Linked DNA regions of Bicyclus anynana: region 2 is linked to region 1. Evidence: chromatin contacts called from public Hi-C data. All regions are on one chromosome and are shown on one strand. Each heading gives the region's core, a stretch centred on a gene start, on an enhancer-like site or on the middle of the called end of the contact. The rest is flanking DNA. Distances are from core to core; before and after follow the strand shown. Region 1 overlaps LOC112048597 (steroid receptor seven-up, isoforms B/C). Region 2 holds the start of LOC112048597 (steroid receptor seven-up, isoforms B/C).

Region 1 (4,938 bases), core at 1,104-3,603:
GCCAATAGAGCCGCGGTGGCGTGAAAATTGAAAAAAAAGAAAGAAAAGAAAATGGCGTCGCCCCTCGTTGACACATCAGCAGTTTCGCGACGCGCTTAACCGCTGAAACCTAATTTAACGGGCCGATTAACACGACGATTGATTTTTAGCTTTCTACGTTTTTTAACACAGAACAGATAAAACACTAGAGTTAAGCGCTTTAACACTGGCTCTTTGGTTAGGAAATATTAAGCTTTTCTCCATTGACTTATAAAATAGGCAGACCGTGTCTCGCTGTGAGCCATAATGGCACCGAGTGAGTGTGAAAAGTATTGGCAGCAATAGCGTGCCCACGGCTTTTAACTAGGGTTGCTATACATACAAATTGTACAAAATGGAAAATTTCTTCCTCAATAAAAATACGTAGTGAATCGTCAGGCTAGGCAGGGCATCTATGAAGTGCAACCCGCTGATTGCCTGATATAGGAAAATAGTGGCGGTTTGTCTTCATATGTGCTTCTGTGTGCGTAACGGCGTTTACGTATACTCGTTTAAGCGTACTGGCAACATTGGAGTGCGTCACACTTTAGTTCAGAAGATGGTGTCTGGACTTTTTATTACATCTGTGCTTTTCTCTTTTAAAAACAAAAATTCTCAGTAGCAGCATGGAAATGGGAATTGGTGTTAGACCTTCCTGGATAAAATATAGCCTATGCTACTCGCTGGTAATGTAGCTTTTTATAAAAGAGCATTAATGATTCAACCTATGCCTCTTGCAATCTTAACACCTTCAATGCAAAAATGGGTCTAGTCTAATTTCTAGGTAAAGGAGTCCTATCTTAGACCTCATATCTTACCATCAAGAATGATTGTAGTCAAAAGCAAGTCATAAAAAATATGGATTCATGTATTTAAAAAATCCAAAATAGTACATACATAATTATACATTTACGTCCATCAATGGATGCAGCGGTGACCAAAATGAGGGCTTTAACCATAATTAGAAAAGTGTCATGTTACGCCACGCGTCGACAAGGGGTGGCTTTTTAGCGACCCCCATACAGACACCATTGTGTTGGCCTGAGTTAAACAATCAATCGATTTTTATCAATCGCTACATGGTTTTTTCATGGTTTTAAAGAGGGATTACATTTGAAATATGATAAACTGCCTCTTTGGTTTAGTAGTTATATGCGGGTTTAACGGATACTGGGTTCGAGACTTGAATCGTGTTTTTGAGTTTTTCTTTCTACCACGAAAATCTCAATAGAAATCTAAAGTAGCGAAATTAGTGATATATTTATGTCTTCGTAGAACATGTTAAGCCGTCGATCCCGGTTATTAACATTCTAAAATTGATTGTCACAATAAATTAAAATAAATAAATAAATATACTTAAACAATACACATCACTATCTAGCCCCAAAGTAAGCATACAGAGTAGCTTGTGTTATGGGTGCTAAGATAGTTAATATTATAATATTAATATACAATTATATACTAAATATAAATACTTATATAATGTATAAATACACACAGACACTGGAAAACACTCATGCTCATCACACAAATATTTTCCAGTTGTGGGAATCGAACCCACGGCCGTGGATGCAGAAAGCACTACCCACTGCGCCACGCGGCCGTCACTAAGCAGACTAACTCGTGTTGAGGCAGCGTGGTGGGTCTAAGTTCCAATTTTGTCTCTTAAAAATGATATTTTTAACTAATTAAATTGATCTATCGAATTTAAAAAGTAGTTTTTAAGAGACAAAACTTGAGCCCACCATGCTGCCTCAACAACTTTAACTATCCCATATTAAATTAATTTTTTTAATTAAAGAAAAAAGTATTAGCGTATAAAGCCTATTCAAAGCAAACAAACAATTAATCATATCTTTCCTCTTTTAAATCTATACTAATATCATTACGCTGAAGAGTTTGTTTGTTTAAACGCGCTAATCTCAGGAACTACTGGTCCGACTTGAAAAATTCTTTCAGTGTTAGATAGCCCATTTATCGAGGAAGGCTATATTATATCACCGTATTCCCACGGGAACGGAACCCACGCGAGTGAAACCGCGCGGCATCAGCTAGTATTAGTATAAATAAATTATATCGTCAGACCCGGCCTTAGGACCAAGCCTAACGTGTTCTTCGAGGCATGGCCATAGACCTACTTCCCAAATTCTTGGGAAAACAGAGAATTTCTTTGAATAATATCAATATTTCATAACTTAACCCAAAGTCGAACCTAGTACACATCATGTACCGTAGCCACAAAGCCACTGTACCGAGGCAGTATACGAGTATGGATATAAAAGAGTGCAGTATATCACGGGCCGACAATGCCGCTTTTTGCCGGCGATCGTGTCCGTGGCTCTTTGAACTGGAATTTTTTCACTCCATTCGTCCGCCGTACGCCCGTGTAGTTCACCCTGCGGTAGGGTTGTCACTACCTACTTTGGGAAAAAGTATCAAAATACTTGGACCTTGCTCACGAGATTAAACTATTATTGTTCCGATAGTTGTTTCAGTCAATGGTCTTATAGCGAAAAGCTTCGACCAACACCTTAAGAAGCTTTCGCTTAACTGTTGGATCAAGAGTCGGATACAAAAGGCAGTGATTCTTGAGACGGCGCGTATTGTGAGGAGGTTCCTCACTCTGGAGCCCTGACCACCGGTTGCTTGGACACTCAAATGTCCCGCAGCGGGAGGGTGAATTTTTTTTATAAATTTTTAATAATGTTTTGTATTTTATACTTAATATAGTTAAAAATTAAAAAAAAAGAAGTAATAAATAAATGAGAGATTAATCAATAATACTTATTTATTCAGCTTAAGACTGGACAGAAATAGTTAAAACTAAATTAACTTAAAATTAAGATAATTATAACTAAAAAAACACGACTGCACTCCTGGGCAAATAGTGCCTCCCGATGTGGAACCTCTATGTTCACTTCACGACAGAGACGTTTTTGTGTTTGTATGATTCTTTGCAAATTAATTATTTAGTTCATTATCATTTTCTTTATATAGATTTTGTACACTATCAATAATTTAGTTCATCATCATTTATTTATATGAATTTTCGCAAAGTAATAATTAAGTTTATCATCAAGTTTTTCACACTATTAATTTAGTCAAAAATTGTATGAACCTTTTTTGTAATTTATTTGTTAATTTTGATCATCAAATAGGTTTGTGATGGATTTAAACAAATCAACCCACCATATTCCTTTGAGGGTTGCAGGCGATTCGTACTTAGGGTGATAATTTTAATTTCTTTAACGGCCACTATCTAATGTTAGATAATAATAGCTAACCGGAACTGACCGATTTAATATGCTCCCTGTGGCGAGGTTTCAACTTCGGGCTATTATTACTGAAAAATTTTTAGAAAAAAGAAAAACTAGTTACCTAGCTCGATCCAGGACTCAAATCCAAAACCACATAGGCTACCACTGAACCAAGAGGTAGTTATTATGACAATACTGACTATGAAATTTAATGACATTAAATTTAATTTCCCTTTTTGTCAGCCCTAGAGAAAGTATTAGTTTCAAACTCGAACTGGCGTCCTCCCGTTCCATGTACTGTCGCATTCACCCAAAACTATACGTAGTATACATACACCTACCGGCAACTGTGCGCTTCGGGAATAAATAATGTCCAGCTGCACTATGAACAGTAGCTTGCACTTCATAGATGCAAATATGTACTGTCTACCCCCATAACTCATCATGATCATCATATCAGCCGATGGACGTCCACTGCAGGACATGGGCCTTTTGTAGGGACTTCCAAATATCATGATCCTGAGCCGCCTGCATCCAACGAATCCCTGCGACTCGTTTAATGTCGTCAGTCCACCTGGTAGGGGGTCGACCAACGCTGCGCTTTGTAGTGCGGGGTCGCCATTCCAGCACCTTGGGACCCTAACGGTCATCGGCTCTTCGAACTATGCCCCGCCCATTGCCACTTCTGCTTTGCGACTCGTTGAGCTATGTCGGTGATTTTGGTTCTTCTGTGGAACCTGGAGAAGGAATTTTCCATTTTGTATAAAATCTGTGTGCCGTGTCTACTAGTTATAAGCTTTGTGCACGCCACTGACTGAGCAAACTGCCGCGTTGATCCAATGGTTAGCGTATGTGTTTTCGGATTACGAGGCCTTGGGTTCAAATCCTGGATCGTGTGATCGAGTTTTTCTTTCTTCTAAGAAATTTTCAATTAAAATTTTTGCCCAGAGTTAGAAAGTTTAGCCTTCATAACATGATGATCATAGGTTAATAGCAATTTTATTTTGAATGAAACCTTTTAACCATTGAGCTATAGAGGAATATTTACGACTATTTATAAAGTGTCCAATTTTCTTACCAGACCTTACTTCACTACCAGTATCAGATGTCGAGCTGTTATTGCCGGCGGTGACAGTAATGGAAATAAATAAACCTTTATAGCGCCTTTATAACTCTAAGCGCTTCGTATATTTAATTTTATAAGCTTACAGCCGTCTTATAACGTTCTTTGCTTGGGAAACGAATGAATTTCACTTATACTAAATTAAATTTAATGTTTATAATCACAATATTATATCTAATTAGCTCTGCGGTGAAGAGGCTGGACTTAGCACCGGGAGGTTTTTCCTGTGTTTGATCCCCGTTCGAAAACTATTGTCCACTCCACTAGTTTGTATCTAAGTTTATGTTTCGGAAAATTATCGTAGACTTTAACTCTCTAAATTTTCGTTTGTGTATCACATCACATACCAAACCCAAATTAAAAACCAAATATATATTGTTTTTAAAAATTAAATTACCTAATTAAAAAAATCGTTTAAAAATTATCTTTTGTAACCCGCGTCGACCGCAAAAAAGGTCATCCATACTCCCATTGCCGCGTTCTAAAACCTTTATAAGAACATCGTTCGCAAACCACGTGACAGTAATCGACGCCCCGATA
Region 2 (4,938 bases), core at 1,393-3,892, 110 kb before region 1:
CTCGATGGCCCAGTGGTTAGATTGTGCGGCTTTGGGTTTTGATGTCCTAGGTTCGAGTCTTGGGGTGTGAAATATTGAGCTTTAATTCCTCCTAAGAAATTCTTAGTCCACAGTTGGGTACTTGTATGTTTGTTACCTGCCATATCTAAAGTAACTCTGTAGTGGGCTACTTTTGGCATTGCACCATCATTTTGTTTTCTGCTATTTTGTCAAAGTTATTAAATTACGCTAAATAGGTGGGTAGCAAAAATGAAACTGGTAGGAACCTATTAGCCTAGTGGGTAAACACTCCCATCGATTCCCAGTAGGTACCTACTCATCTTCTCCTGGTAAAGGTAAGATAAGCTAAGGTAAAGGTACTATTAGGTATATTAAAGCCTCAAGTAATTCACGAAAAACCTTCATAAAGTAGGCAATTTTATATCATGTGCTGTAACAATAAAGTAAAACATCATGAGAAAACTTGCACAAAGGTAAATAGGTTACAAATAAGTCTAATATTAAAAAGTCAAGGCGGACTTTTATTGAAAGTATGTAATATAGATAGGTAGGATAGTAAGTATGTAGATAGGTAGGTACCTAGTTAGTTATTTTTTGGCAAATTTTTAACTTAATAAATATTAATAATAATAGGTAAATTAATATTATAATTAGGTAAACAGAAGTGTTTTTTTTTATTCTTTACAAGTTAGCCCTTGACTACAATCTCACCTGATGGTAAGTGATGGTGCAGTCTAAGATGGAAGCGGGCTAACTTGTTAGGAGGAGAATGAAAATCCACACCCCCTTTTAATAATGTGTAGGTAAATGTTGTAGTTTTATTGTTTCAGTCAATTTAAATTTAAATTCATAATTCATTTATTTCTAGTGGGCTTAGTTTATTGCGCCTTTGAAATGTCAGCAATCAATAAAAATATGCAATTGAATTAATGAAATAAACTCAACTTAAACTACAGTTATGAATTTATTCACATATCACTTTACCTGTCATTAACAAAAATATGCTTTCATAGTTTTATTAAGTTTGCGATTTTACTATCACTAACAAACAGCTTGTATTTTGTATTAATAATAAAAAAATATAATAACAAAATTACCTATAGGTACTGACTCCAAAATAAAAATAATTTTGACTTTGGCTTACGACGTATTCTGAGCTTACGATATACCTAATTACAGGTCGATATAGATAATAGAAGATGCAATGACGCAAGTCTTCTCGGCGCGTAGTGGAATGGACTCGTCTCAAGGAAGGCTATGTTAATATTGGAGTAGGTAGCGAGAATATGGACGACGGAAAGTTGATACAAAGTAGGATTTTCAGGTACCGTCGCGTCCAAAGCGGCTTTGACTATTATTATTATTATTTTAATAGTACATGGTTGATCCAGTGAACATATATACACTTACCTAACTATCTATACTACATCCTTTCTTGATGAGTATCTACTGTTTAACAACAAAGAAATTAGAAATAAATGTAGAAAACGCATGTCATTTCATAACTTATTTATTTTAAATTATGTATGGTTTGTTTATAAAATGTTATATAAAATATATTAACCATATCTAATTGTTCTAAGCTTGTTAATTTTTTTTATTCATTAATTTAAGAAAAAGGTAATTATAAGTTCTTATCAAGAAAGGCTGTAGTATAAGTAGATGTAGAATTGATGTAGCAATAGTCAATCTATTCTGAGAAGTCCGGTTCGCTTTGGAAATTCTCAAAAAACGACAGGCAAAAAGCTTTTGTGTTTAGAAGCGATAAGGACGGTTCGTTTTTATTCGTCCTTCACGTTCTTTTATTTTTATTTTTTTAGACACCAACTTGATGCCTGTCAACTATCTGTCAAATGCTTCTGTGTACGTCTGTACAATTATAAACATTGATTAAAAAATAAGATACTTACATATATCTTGTGGTTCTAACAAAAATACTTGTAATTAGCAATTTGTGTTAGGTCCATAGTAGTCGAGGTAACTAAGTGTCTACCTATATTTTTAGTCATCATAATTAAATGAAATATTGAACTACGTAGTAGATATTATTTCTGAAGTTTACTAGTAGGTAGTTGTTCATGTAGGTAGGTAACTACAATTAAAAAAATAAAGCATTAATTACCACCTACGTGTTCCTAATTAGTAAGTAAGTATTTAATACCTACTACCTACTTGTATTTAATTAGATATTTTTAAAACTTAGATAGAGTTACCTTAATTAAGAGTCATATTCAATTTGTAACGCAAAACCTAAAATAAAATTACTTTAAACAAGATAATTTAAAGTAAAGTAACTCTTACAAGTACAAAAATGTATCTGAATAGGTAAATCGAAACACTTTTATGGCAATTTTGTTTGATTAATAAATACGTATTTCACAATATAGCGTAACCGCTTACATACACACATTACCTCTAACGTAGTAAGTTAAACGTACGCAAAAAAACAGTACGAGAAAAAACCAAACGCGTTTTCTTACCGACGGTACGGCTGAAAGATTTTCCCCCCTCCGCTCGGGGGACTCGGTCGAGGTGGCGGGGCCTCGCTCCCTGCCCCCAGGCCACCGGGCCAATGGCGGCGCGGGCCTGGCCCGACCTAACTTCGACCTAAGCTCAGTCGCGACCGAACCGCGACCCTTGACACACGCGCGTACCGCGCAGTTATACCCCCGTGCTCGCGACCGGCATCATCACGCACGGAGCGCTAGTGTACGGCGGGGTCGGCGGCCCGGGGCTGTGTCCCCCGAGAGCCCCCGACCTGCCCCCACTGGAGCTGGGCTTCCGAGGCGCCTGGAGAGAAGACGACCTTTTACCCTCCACACCAGCCAGCCAGGCCGCGTCGACGCAAAGCGGCTCGTCCGCTACCGACAAGGGCCAGAATGTGGAGTGTGTTGTCTGTGGCGATAAGTCTTCAGGGAAGCACTATGGCCAGTTCACGTGTGAGGGTACGTAGGCAGTGAAAGTGTTTCTAGAATGTTCTAGTGTTGTGCGACGGCCGGGAGCGACTCACGGTGATTGTACATTTTCCGTTTTTTTTTTTTCATTCAAAGTTTATTGCACTTTGGTTTACAAATATAGGTCAAAATGTCACTAGGATCGTTTATTGACGTGCTTTCGATATCGTTGCTTTATTTGTATCTAGGAAAAACTTGGCTAAAGGGCGATTTTAGTTTTTCTTTCTTTTAAATACATAGAAATAAATGGATAAGCACCTACCGTAAAATGTTCTAACTCATAAACATGATTAATCAAAATAATCTAAAAATATCAAACCACGAAATAAATTATTTTGCGCGACGGATTGAAAATATAGTTGTAATTTTAGGTTAAACTTAATTTTTTTATAATTTTATAATTTTACAAATAGATTTTATAATTTTACAAATAAATTACCTGATATTAGGTAGGTATGTATGTAGGTAAATAAATAAAAATTAGTTTAAATCTCTTCCAAAGAGTCTTGTCTATCTAGAGATATTTTTTTTCTTTTATGTTATTGCCACATAAAAATATTTTTTTTATGTTTAATGCGACGGTTCACGGTTCGCAGGTTTGAAGAGGGAAATTTAAAAAAAATAATCCCTAATTATATTTTTTTAAATGAACTTTAAATGCACGAAATGAGCATAATAAATGTTTTGGACTCTACTTTTTTGTAATTCACAAATTGAACTAGGCAGTTAGGAAGGTAACTCTGTTTTTTTATATTGTTAAAAATAATATGATAGGTCCGTACCTACATACGTTATACATTTTATATGTCTTAAATGAGTAATTGTTCTTCTTACAACTTACAAGTAGTTTTATAAACTTAAATAAGTAGGTACCTAGTGATTCTTCCCTCTCTGATATTTGGTATTCGGTGGGTGTTATTATTAAAATAGAAAGTGAAAGTTAATTTTCAGCGCGTTTTAATTTTTACTGCAGTTTTATTCCATTTTGTGATATCCAACAGTTTTAAATAGTGAATTTTGGTTTTTTAATTAGGTGGTTTCATTCCTTTGTATTTTAAATATATATTTAACTGTTATAATGTTTTTACATAAATACTTAGCTTGTACCAATAATTAGGTTTTGGTACAATACCATTTTATTTCATTTTTAAGATTTTTAATTAGTTCATTAGGAACAATTACAATAATTGATTTAGTTTGCAATACCTAACTACTCTGCGACCCAAAGTTACATGAACTTTAGATGTTAACTCTACTATTTTCAATTGAAAATTAATTCTTTAAATTTACAACGATTTTAGCTAAATTAAAAAAAAAAACAATAAATTTAAGCATAATCTGTGCCATAAATTCAAACGCAATTTCCCTAAAACAATAACAAGATAACAAGCAATCTCGCCCCCTCAAACCTTAACCTCAAAAATATCAATTAACCACGTCTAATCAGAATGCAATAAGACAAAGTTTTCATAAACTGCCTGCTCCCAAAGATAAGGGGGACGTTTCACTTTTATGCAAATTAGGCGAACGCAGAAATTGTTACTTTCTTACTTAGGGTCTTTGCTTTTGCGATGTTCAACTTATTTTTTTAATTTTATTCTTAGTGTTTCCTCATTATTAAAATAAAGTAAATAAATACGTACAAGTATAACACTAATTAATGAAAGCACAAAATAAATATATATCTAATACTAATAGTATAGGATACGTACCTACCTCTTGTCTACCTACTCGCCAATGAAATAAAAACATGTAGAGTTTTATAAATTTTTTCAAGTAGGCCTACCCTATTACCTACCCTTAAAAAATCTCTTTTTTTTATTATTCTTTACTTTATATTATTTATATTATACTTTACTTTTTTTTTTTATTATTTGGGTAACACCAATGCGTCGGGTAAACAGGCATATAGCACACTTTATAACAATAACATAACAAATCCCGACAAATGCGAATCGGACTCATTACTGAGGGTTCGGTACAA

What was found. Hi-C and Micro-C count contacts between places; a contact is called where the count stands out from the background.
Region 2: a contact with region 1 is called in a Hi-C map of whole larva, with 2.0 times the contacts expected there. The contact joins the promoter of LOC112048597 here to the enhancer-like site in region 1. A contact is called at or near these places in 2 of 2 Hi-C or Micro-C datasets (whole body and whole larva).

The regions. Positions count from the first base shown.
Region 1 is chr17:14,020,651-14,025,588 of ilBicAnyn1.1, reverse strand. All of the region lies in intron 3 of LOC112048597 (steroid receptor seven-up, isoforms B/C), which reads left to right. Among protein-coding and RNA genes, the nearest start is that of Trnaa-cgc, 74 kb to the right of the region's middle. Within about 2 kb of position 2,353, at least 5 of the 8 cell types and tissues checked have open chromatin away from gene starts, as enhancers often do.
Region 2 is chr17:14,126,009-14,130,946 of ilBicAnyn1.1, reverse strand. LOC112048597 (steroid receptor seven-up, isoforms B/C) reads left to right here and starts at 2,642. Exons shown (of 4, transcript XM_024086204.2): 1 at 2,642-2,945. The coding sequence starts at 2,642.